2 separate regions of the Mus musculus genome follow, and region 2 is linked to region 1. A link is a contact called in public HiChIP or PLAC-seq data. All regions are on one chromosome and are shown on one strand. Each heading gives the region's core, a stretch centred on a gene start, on an enhancer-like site or on the middle of the called end of the contact. The rest is flanking DNA. Distances are from core to core; before and after follow the strand shown. Region 1 overlaps Tshz3 (teashirt zinc finger family member 3). Region 2 has its middle 16 kb from the start of Gm30483.

Region 1 (5,000 bases), core at 2,216-4,715:
CATCGTCCCCTGGACCCTCTCCATCTGCTCAGTCTTCCCCTCTTGCTATATTCAGTGAAGGTTCTGCTGGGCTTTGTGGAGCCTGTGGTGGAGCCAACTGCACATGGCTGGGGAGATGAGATGCTGAAGCGATAGGAGGACTGTGGAGCACCTGGGGCTGTGACAGGAGCCGTGGTCCGCCCTCTCACCCAGGCTGAAGCCGATCTATCAGTACCTGACAATTAAAACTAGGAAATACATGGCCAAGACCAAGATACTGCTCAAGCTACCTGGACTGGCCTCCGTCAAACTGTACTTTGGATGGTGGGTCAGTCGTACACAAACAAAGCCTTAACAGAAATGTTACCAAGGAAATAATAGCCATTTCCAATGATAATACACAATTTTAGCACCGGCGCTTGGCTGATTTAGGTGTTCGGCCAATGTGTCAAGCAGGCTGCCTTCCTGAGGCGGGCTTTAATGGGTAACTGGCAGGCTCTGGCAGCCTTATTTCTGCTGTAGATTTGGTCTGTCATTGGGTATCCAATACTTGCCATTCATCTTTGATCTCTTTGGACAGGCCTGATCAAAAGATGTCATCTGACCTACTCCACTTGGCAGAAACTTGTATGACTCTCATAAAGGGGCCACCCCAGCTATAAATAAAATGACATTATTATTTTTCTGTCCTATCATGTAGAAGAGACAATTATGATAATGTAGTGTCTGTCATCGGGAGCCCAGCAAATTGCTAGCTCTCACGCAACTGTTTAGCTTTCTTATTTGTTTTTTGTCTGTTTTCCTCCATTTCAAGTTGAAAATAAAGCAGAATTGAAATCCCTAATACTCTGCCTCCCACTCCAATAGTCTCAGGGCTCCTTCCCATGGCAGTGACACGCAGGTGTGGCTAGCAGCTTGCATGTGTCAGTGGTGGGCTGCGGCTAGGTAACAATGGGATCTGGTCTGCCCTTCAGTTCAATGTTTGAAAAACAAGCTAACATCTGCAATGAGAACTGAGAGATGGAACTACAGATAGGTAAAAATCATGGGTCCAGTGTATTGTGTCCACAATCAAGACACAATAAGGGGGAAAACATACAGCAGAAGGTTTACCCAACAAACATGATAAATGCAGTTTAGGTGCACTTCCCAGGGAGTCCACAGTCTGGGGCACGCAAGTCCAAATTTGTAACCTTTTTCAGTGTGGACTGATATGACATCAACTCTTAATCTATTTCTAGAAATAGAGGCTTGGGTGCTATGAGTCTGCCTCCTTCTGTGCACAGGGCTCTGTAGGTACCCAGTGTTAACAGTAGGAGACCATTAGCCTCTTGATAATGGTAGTAACTGCATGCCTGTGTGGATCAATGACAGTGAGTGACCAACCCACCATGTGCCAGGAACCTGCCCTGCTGTATAGTAAATTCCCAATCAGTGGTCTTGCAACAACGCCATCAGAGAGAGCCAGATCTTTGCCCAAAAATGACATCACTAAACACAAGAAGGTAGCAAGATTCTTGCAGGTATGCAGCAAGTCCAAAATGTCCTTTGACAGAGGAAAGTAATAGAACCAAAGAAAAAGAATTAGACAAGAGTACCTAATTAATAGTAGGATGAGGACTGCATCAGAACCTTCCCTCTGTTCAGGGCCCAGCCATTGTGACAGGCTACCTGTCTGCCACCTTCTCTAAGGCCAAGGGTTTGCCCTTCTGTGAGCTTACACCACGGAGCTGTTCACTGATAAGGCCCGCTGCTATTGCAACTGCCTCTGGAACATGGGCCGACTGGAGCGCTGCAAGGCATGAATAATATACACACAGTGGGCTTGCTTGTCACCTTCTGTACCACATCGTACACGTGAGAGCAGGGCTCAGGGATCCCTAAAGTAAAGTGCCACCATTTGCCCATTCTGGTAACAACATACAAGGTTGCCACCAAGGAGAGTGAAGCTGGTGAGTAGGTTGTGACAGAACGGAAAGATGGACCGACGAGGCAGAGGGGGCAGACTCTGGATTCCTCTGCAGGAGGAAGGCGGCCTCCAGCATGACCCAGACCCATAGAGAAGGAGCCCAGGAGCTGGCAGTGTGCTGAAACAGAATGGAGACTCTCCTGCTTGCATATGGCTGAGCCATTTACATGAAGGAGCGCATCTCTGTGATCTGGCACAGTGGGGGGTGCGGGGGGGGGGTGCAAGGAAAATCTGGAAGCAGTATCCAAACTGAAACAGGGAAGCAGAAAAATAAACCGTGTAGAAAACTCAGCATCCCCTTAGTCATCCAAACCCGATTTCTGTCACACAACAACTAATGTGGCTGACGAGAAAAGGTGGCTCTCCAGACAACCAGTGACATACTGTTTCTCTAGGGGCAGGGCACCCCTACTTTCAGAAAGTCATCTGAACGTCCTTCACCTCCTGGGACATTTCCCATGTTCCTGTCTTACTCAGTACTCATCTTGGCCGTAGTGTCCACGTGGGGATTACGTGCCTGGGTCATGTCCTTTGCCTTCGAGCTTAAGACGTCCTAGCTTAGTCCCAGCACCTTCCAGTGCTGGCCTAGACAGGTGCTCAGTACACTCCTCAGACTGTTTCAAGACATACTCGATTGTCCTTGAGAACTGTGTCATGAAAAAGGAAAAAAAAAAAGCACACAGAGATGCCCTCCTTCCGTGAGCTTACGCAATGCCTTTTCCTATCCCTGCAACCCTATCATCTTATCCATCATGCTGACGGCATGTCACAGCTTGCTGAGCCACTAACATGTCCCCCCAACCTCCCATGCCTTTCCTACACCCTAGACTCAGGCAGTGGACCTCTCTTTATTTCTTCCAAGCTGCCTGTCAGGTGTCAAAGAACCAAAGATGAATATGGAGAATGAATGGCCCTGGCAGGGAGAGGGACAGGCCAGGGGGAGGAAACCAAAGGATTCCTTTAGCTCTCAAAGATATATGTACCTATCTCTTTATGCTATTATGTATATTATGTAAGTATATTATGATATACATGTAGTGTCACATCACTACCAGGCACCATCATCCAGAAGTTAGCGAACACCTGCCACATGGATGAACGCAGAGACTTACTCAGGACCAGAAGGACAATAAACAGAAAGGGCAGGGCCAGCTGGCATTTTTTTGTGGTCTATATGGCATGATGCCAACTGTCACCTCAGGCCTGGGTTCATGGTCTTCTCTGTCTAAGCACCTCTGGGACTTGGGCAAGCGACCATGCCTGTCTGAGCTCCCGGTCTTTCATCCCAAAAAGGAGGATGGATTCAAGCATTCTCCTTCTGAGAATTGTTCATGGAATTATGCACACGAAGCACTTAGCACAAAACCTAGCACTGGGCAGACATTCAATAAAGAGAAGTTATTTCTGGTTATAGAAATGATGTTTCATCTGCAAGGATGATCCCTACGGTGACAAGGGCAGGATCTCCATGGTGACAGGAGCGGTCCCCCACCAGGCCCACCCGCGCAGCTGGCAGAATCCTGACATGCTCGGGAAACTCTTGCCAAATGCACACAGCTGACTCTTGAGTCCGGGAGGAGGACAGTTCACCTCCACAAGGTGGCAGCCCACTTGGGTACCTTTCATCACACAAAATCGAATCCCAATCCCAGGTCAAGAACTCCACCAGCTAGAAAGCCAGTTAGACTCTCGGCTAATCACAGCTAGCTGGTTACACGTCTGATAAGCCTCAAGCAGGATGGGCTAGGAGCAGGGGTAACCGTGGATAGATATTAATCCACTTGACACTCTGGCTGTGAATTTACATATGAGCTTATGTTTCTGTAACAGGACAAAAGTAGTAGCATCCAAGAGACAGGAGAAGATATAGAAAAGAGGAGACAATATGTACCAAATCCTGTAGAGACCCACTGAGCAGCCTCTCTTCACCAAGGATGAGAAGCAAAAGCAGATGGTCTGTGACTGGACAAGTTTGGCTCCTATGGGAAGAGAGCCCTTGGTTCTACAGTGCCCTTCTCCTTCATCCATGAACAGAAGAAAATGGAGGAGGAAAGAGTTGAGGGATCAGAGGGGCTTAGGCTAAGCACCAGGAGGTAAGCAGAATGGGGAAATTCAGTTGAAGGCCCATTTAGACCCAGGGCTAATGGATGTCATTAGCACATGCATGTCAGACTTGACAAGTTGAGGCAGGAGGATCACAAGTTCAGGGGTCTACCTAGGTCGGATAGCCTGGACAACCATGAGTCCTTATCTCAAATATAAAATAAAAAGGAGCTAAGTAGAAGAGCACCTGCCTAGAATCCCCCAGTGAGGGGCTGGGGGCGTGGCTCACTGGTAAAGCCCCTGCCTAGAATCCCCCAGTGAGGGGCTGGGGGCGTGGCTCAGTGGTAGAGCCCCTGCCAGGAATCACCCAATGAGGGGCTGGGGGTGTGACTCAGTGTTAGAAAGCTTGCCTATGGGTTCCAAAGGCCTATATCTATTCAATGATGAAATGAAAGAGCCTGAACACAGCCACTTCTCTCAGAATCCTGGCTTCTCCACCTCACTGCCTTTCAGTCTCAGTTTCCCTATCTGTAAAATGGGAGTGATGACCTGACCTTTTCCTAGGGCTGCTATGGCAGGGGTCATAGGAAGAAAGGTGTTCTGTATACTTCTTTCTTCACACACCAGGAGATATGCCTTAGCCCTGTGCCCGCCCCCCCCCCCACACACACACATCCACCCCAGGTTTGAACTGAAGAATCAGCAGACTCCAGCTTAAGTTGGAGAACCAAGCAGAAACTCTCAAGAGACAGACCTAGAGAACTATGTTCTCCGACCAACTGTGTGAATAGCTAAGTTAAAATGAACGAATGCTGAACAGAATTTTCAAATCCATTCCTTCAGCTGTAGTGAACATACCACAGAGGCTGTGAGTACAATTCTCCTGCTGGATAGCTCAAATCAGAACCTTCTACCCAGGAGCACATTCTGCCACGCTGCCTATGCAGGGACCTGTCCCTGCACCTCCTAAATCCTCTGGGCCCCATGCCTCACTCTGCAACCTCCTCCC
Region 2 (6,441 bases), core at 2,383-4,882, 610 kb before region 1:
AGACACTACACCCATTTCTTTGACAAGATGTCTTCTCCCTTGTTATCCCCAAGGGCCGCTGGTCCAACTTGGAAGAAGTTTAAGTAACATTGGCAGGGGCACTTCAATGTCCCCCTTGCCGAGGCTTCCCATGTGCTTCAGGTATGGTGTCAGTTCTGAGAACCCCTACCCTGCCTTCCTTTGGGATCAGAGAGAATGGGTTGGGGGAAATGGGTGATAGCTTGTTCTCTATTCCTCTGCCATCCATCCCCGAGACGCCATCTCCCCACAGGATAGAAAGAATCACCTGTCTGTTTTTGGCACCAACACCCTCACGAAAGCCGTAAGAATATGGTGACCTTCACTCTGGTCTCCATGACGACAAGATGGTATATGTATAATTAGTTCAAGCTTATTTTAGGACCAATTCTCTTTTATTTTAGGGCAATGCGAGCTATGATAACTGTAAGCATGTTTACGAGGCGCGCGAGGCTTAGCTGAAATGTGCCAACAATTCTAGTCAAACAGATGGTGACCCCTGATTCAACTTGCCCTCATTCAATTATTCAGCTGTATTTAATTTTCCTCCGAGTGACTCACATGCCATGCAGCCACTTGTCCTCTAGGTGGCACTAGAGACCACCTTTATGGCTACAAATAACCGCGTGCTCCCTAGGTCTCTGAATTTTCTGCCTGGCCTAGGCCGGCAAGGTAGATAACAAAATTTTTGCATTTGAACAATAGTTTCAACCTATTATCAAGTGATATGAAAATGTGGCGAATTACTGGGTCAAATTGTATGCAATTTGGATACAAGCTCTAGATGAGCATCATTCTAAAGAGGGATTTAAAACATTGCCCAGGTTTAATATTCTCTCAGATGATTTGTATGGAGTTTGCAGGGTGCTGTCATATTAAAGCCAGTAAAATTACTGCGGGGAAGTTTTGTGTGCCATCTCAAAATCTCTCTGGTTTAATTCTTTACCAGCTGTGTCGTCTGAGGTTGGGGGACATCTGCCTGTCATCTGTTACTGTCCCCTCCTGATGGTTCCTACCTGTCTGTACATATTTTCAAGCTCAAGGGATCTCTCAAAACTCACCCCCTTCTAGAAAGGATGGAACCGAATCTATTCGGTCACAAGAGTTTGTGGTGCAACAACTAACGGAGCCTGTGGCTTGGGAGCCCCCCCCCCAAAAAAAAATCACTGCAGAGCTGGCTTCTCAGAATCAGGAAGAATAAACGATTCTCTCAGCTGTCTTCTACCCAATCACATCCCAATCCCTTTATACCCTAAATAGGAGGAGGCCCTGTAAGACACACTGAAGCCACAGTTCTCCTCAAGCAAGGTGGCCGAGGCAAGCCAACTGCATAAGTCCCTCAGCCTGTGGCTACCCCTCTTGTCACATCCCCTTGGAGCACTGGGTGTCCGTCCCCTTGTCCAATCCCCCCCCCCCCCCGTCTTCAGTCTGGTCAAGTCACAATGAGAGAACTGTGAGTGGGAAGCAATGCCACTCAGATCCATGCCGACCCCAACGTCTCGAAGCACAAACTGCTTCCAGAGACAATGGGCTGGGTTTTCGGTGGCTTCCTGACTGAGAGGTTCTGGCAAATACAGTCAAGTTCTCTGAACATTGCGGGTTCTCCTTTCCTTTTCATCTAGAGGCAACATGGTGATGGTGAGTGCTGACAGCCCCACACTCAACTCTGGGCCTGGAGTTTCCTGTTGGAAGGCTGGCCTTGCCGGCCACCTTCCACTTGGTCCTGTTGTTTTACCTACAGTGATGTCACTCACGGCGATGTGATGGTGGGTAAGCACCTGCAGCAGCTAGGGCCTGACCTTGGGCTCACTAGCACAGCTGGCCTTACCACACCCCAAGGGCAGACGGAATGGTGCCCTGTTTGTGTCTGGGACAGTCAAACCTAACCTGTTATAGCCATTCTGGCTGCGATTCTGGCAGGATTCAGTGAGTTACATGGTCTTTGAATGGGTGTCTCAATTACAGCTATGCCGAAACCAGAAGAATTGATTTACCTCAGACTCAGCACCTCTCTTGGGGTATCAGAGTCGGCTTGTCCTTCCCACTTTTAGGTAAATTTGGGGTGGGGGAGCTTCATTAAGGTGCTACAAAGAATTGAGCAAACCACTCCGTGTGTCCCTGGATCCTCTGCTCTGAGCCAGCCACCGTCCCCTAGGGATGGAGTGACAGAGCAAGGTGATTCAGAAGGAACAAGAAGTGGCGTCCCACGCCCTCTCTTAGCCTCTTCTGTGCTGCTGGGTGTTTCTGCAGAGCAAGGAGGCAGGGGCACCTGGGACTCTTTCAAAGGGAGCTCTCTCATTAGTGTATGTCCCGAGTGAGATTGTATAGGCTCATACACACAGAATTCTGGCATTTTCTGCAGCCTGTCTCTTTTCAGACTGGGCATGGGGAGCACTCTGAAATAGACAGGAAAGAGGGAAGAGACAGGCAGGGAAGTGATACATTTGTTAGCCACGTAATGATTGAAAACCAAACCAAACCAAACCAACCACCCCGCCCCCCGGTCCCACAAACGCTGTAGAAATGGCTCCTCAGATCTCCAGCTTCAATATGGATTTATTTTTATTACATAAATACATCACTGTGGTATTGTATTTTAAAGAAATAGCGCCCTGCGCCAGGGCAGCAAAAGTTGCTGGACGCTGTGCCCGGTGGGGCCGCCACTGTGGCTCTTGGCCTTCCCTGAGGCCTGGATCCCCGTCTACCGTGCCACCTGCCCTGCCACCTCAACATTCTTTCTAAGATGCCAAGTTTCTGCGGCTCCTGGAGCACCACTCTCCTTTGTTCTGAGGACTCTCTCCACGAGGAGGCCAACTGCGTCTTTACAAAGAAACTAAGGGGCAGGATCTGAACCTATGTGGGAACGCAGGGGCCCCCCCAGCAGGTGGCCGCGCATGCGCTGAGGCAGAAGCCAGGGAAAGTTTGTGCTTTTTGCTGTGATTACTGTCCCCCAAGCCTCTGCTCACTGAGGGGTTCTGAGCTCACACACCCCCCCCTGCTTCCCCGGCACACTCCGGTTTCTTAGCTCCTGCAATTAGATCCCGACTAAGGCAGGCACACCCCACGTTATTCACTGGGGGAGCTCTGAGAAGATCACTTCAGGAGTCTGAGCTGTCCCTAAGGGACTCATTTCACAGAGACCAGCCTCCCCCCACCCCCCAATGCCCAGGAATCCACTCTTCACTTTTTCTTTTTCTTTCTTTCTTTCTTTTTTCTTTTCTTTTCTTTTTTTGGGGGGGGGACCAACTCTTCCTTTTCCCTGAAGGTGGCAGTAAAGGAAAAAAATGAGCCTCTTTGAAGAGTTGGGAATTTTATTACAAAACAGATGGCGAACTGGGCATCCCCGTTGTCCCCCCCCCCCATGTGCCCGAAAGCCTTGGTAAAGGAAGCTATAGCCCCTCAGAGTGGTGTTCGCAGGATTGCTCCCCTCGCATAGTGGCAGCGTGGTAAGTCAGCCCAGAGCTGATGACCACGGGCTCAGCCGGCCTCCTCGTGCCCCCCTTAGTCCCTTACCAGGATAATTGAGGACCATAATGCGGGGGGAAGAGCGCAGAGGCTCCCGCGGGCTGTCAGGTATCTGCTAGTGTCTTCATGTCATCCGTCAGCATTGAGCCTCTCTGTCATCTCTTCTCAGCCTTCAGCGCCGTGAGCCCTCACCACGTTCATTATCTCGGCTCAGGCCGGCCCTCCCCCCGGCTCCCCCCACCGGGTAAATGCATCTTTGTGCAACTCTCAGTCTCCGATTATGAATCGATGATCATGTGGTATAAGAGAGATAGATGGCTTTTAGTCGCATCTTGGCTTCCCTAATTGTAAAATATTAGTTACATTACACTGTGTCTTTTGATTAATGGAACTTATTTGGAGTAGCCTATCCGAACCCTCCCCCTTCCACAGCCCTCCACTGACTTTTGAGAATTGAGTGATCTCACTTAAAGCAGACAAATAGGCCCTTCAGTGAGGAGACAGCGGCGCTGCGATACTGAGGGCCAGACAGGCTCTGCAGACAAAGTCCTGTGTTCCCGAGAAAGGCTTCAGCCTCGCTAACGCCAGCCTCACACCTCTGATCCGCCCTGGACAGCGAGTTTCTCCTTCTGTGTCATTTCCCCCTCTTGGCAAACAAAACCCATCTTGCTGACTTGCAAAACAGGATGTGAAACAAAATTTAATTAAAATTAAATAAATCGCAGATTGCCGAATCGCCACGTCCAGCTTTCAAGGAGACAGTCAAATCTGAACTTTGATGGATTTCAGTCCTGGCTATGCCAGGGGGCTCCCTTCTTCCTGGATGGCATGTGGCTTCAAATCAGCCTCGTGTCCATCACATTAGACATGGGAAGATGTTTGTTCTTTAACTGGGAATTTAGTTTGCACAATTTATTTAAATATGATCTGTTGATAAAGCCTTTGCCACATAAAAGGGAAAATAGTGGCTATATCTGTTTATTAGTTGCTTGCTCTTAGCCACCAGGCTTTGGGGTGATAGATCCCTCATAAATAACCTATTCTTTAGTAGAAATCCAAGGCCATATTCACTTCAACTTATCAGCTCAATTCAAAAGGTCTATTTCTTGTCAATGGGTGCAATGTCTATATCTTGGGAATCAGGAAGGCTTCGCAAACGCCTAAAAGACGCCACAGATCGGAACTCCAGCATGCATTCTGGTGGGGCATTTTGAGGACACATGCTATATAGAATGCATGCAAGTATTCATATCTATTCTTAGTTTTACAGGAGCTGCTTTGTATTTTATTCTGACCTTTGGGTTTTTCTTTTTTTTACTTTTATTCATATATATACATATATATATTTTTTTTCAGACACTGACACTTCTTGTGTTTCCTGGGGACATGCTATTTCATTTAACAGACTTGTAGCAAAAGATTGATTTTATTATGTGTATAGAAAGCTGGTAACATTTTACATGGTATTTTTCTTTTTTTTGAAGAGAGTAACAATACACTTAAGGCTGCCAGGAAGACTGGAAGCAACAGAATAAGAGGACTGACTATAAAACTCATTTGAGGAACAAGGTGCTTGCAGATTGGCCTTCTGCATCAGCGCAGCCCCACCAGCAGCACCCTGTGTTACAGGCTGCACAGTGGGCCCCACAGTGTCTGCAGAATCGGCACCCACAGCGGCTCTGGGGTACCAACCCCAGTGCCCCCTCGTCTCCCGCTCCCCATCCATGCTTAGATTCGGGGGATTTAGACATTTGGCTTTTGTGTGTAGTTTTGACTCCTTGCTCTGAGGAAAGTGTATTCTGGAAGACTCTTTGTTCCGAGTGTCAAGGGACTTTTGAAAATGTCAGCTGATTTTGGGCTGTTCTATCTACCAAAACTCCTTAGGGCTGAAAATGAACACCTCCACCACCACCACCACCACCACCACCAATCTTCTAAAGTAGATTCACTCACTCGGCGACACATGGCCATCATATCCCGAGAGATTTTTTTTTACAGAACATTCTTAATACAGCGTGTAAATGCATATTGACAACTACAGCCACTTTTTATATATCCTACAGTATACACATTTATATGTTATGGATCCATAATACCAAGTGTGTAGTAAAATGCTATATCAAAAGGCAGTTAGGGTCGGTGTATCAAATGTTCTTACTCGGGTGGCTTTAATTCCCTTGCTTAGACTCTCGACTCCCACTTTACACTGATGGATTTCAATATTCACCTGCCTTACATGTGCACCTGAAGAGGATGATGTCATGTCTGAGGCTTAGTGACAGCTTTGCCTTTTTGTTGCTGGGGCCAAGATGAGCTGGGAGGCCGAGCCCCTTCCTCCAGCATCCCACACTGCAGGCTCCCAAACTGGGCAAGTTTCTTCCTATGAGGACTAGAGAGGACTAGAGAGAAGACAACCATAGCCTTTAAGGACAACGGCCTCTCCTGAATACCAGTGGTTGACATTTATAATCCAGGTGGTAGATGAAGCTGCTTCAGATTCTCTGATTATAGTGATGGGCGTTACCCCCAGGGGGCCCGGCCACTCGCTGGGAGAAAGAAAACGCACCAGCCTCTCTGTAGGTGAGGCTTCAGGGGCTGGGAGGAAACCACTGTCCGAAGGCTGTGCAGCTGTGTGCTGGGGTGAGAGATGCCTGTCCCAACACCAAGGTCAGGGTCCTATGGCTTCCACCTGCCTGCTGGGGTTGGCAATCATTCTCAGATTTCATCGAACTGTAAAGTTCCCACAAGATAGGGGCTCATGTCCAAAACTGGATCTTGAAACCTGAAAGCACCCCTCTTTGGGATGGAAGAATGACATAGACCAAGCTGCCCTAACACATGCTTCCTCCTGACACATCTTAACAGAAAGTGCCCCCCCCCCCGAAGAATACTTGGGGAGCCTCTCCTTTCCAAGGATCCCAAGTCCCTTGTGGAGAGGAGGGAGTTAGACAAGCTCAC

What was found. HiChIP or PLAC-seq counts read pairs in DNA pulled down with a chosen protein or histone mark.
Region 2: an H3K4me3 HiChIP or PLAC-seq map of forebrain shows a contact between it and region 1, with 5 times the contacts expected there. The contact joins two enhancer-like sites. A contact is called at or near these places in 4 of 484 Hi-C or Micro-C datasets (cerebral cortex, gonadal supporting cells, stem cell-derived motor neurons and 1 more), 8 of 115 datasets of contacts at active chromatin or transcription factors (differentiating embryonic stem cells, embryonic basal ganglia, embryonic forebrain and 5 more) and 2 of 9 other capture datasets (embryonic tail and embryonic trunk).

What each region holds. Positions count from the first base shown.
Region 1 is chr7:36,735,001-36,740,000 of GRCm38.p6, reverse strand. All of the region lies in intron 1 of Tshz3 (teashirt zinc finger family member 3), which reads right to left. Among named protein-coding and RNA genes, the nearest start is that of Gm36722, 39 kb to the right of the region's middle. Within about 2 kb of position 3,465, at least 5 of the 459 cell types and tissues checked have an H3K27ac peak or open chromatin away from gene starts, as enhancers often do. A contact at or near this core is called in forebrain, where this site is marked.
Region 2 is chr7:37,340,377-37,346,817 of GRCm38.p6, reverse strand. It overlaps a transcript of Zfp536 not described here. Among named protein-coding and RNA genes, the nearest start is that of Gm30483, 16 kb to the right of the region's middle. Within about 2 kb of position 3,632, at least 28 of the 459 cell types and tissues checked have an H3K27ac peak or open chromatin away from gene starts, as enhancers often do. A contact at or near this core is called in forebrain, where this site is marked.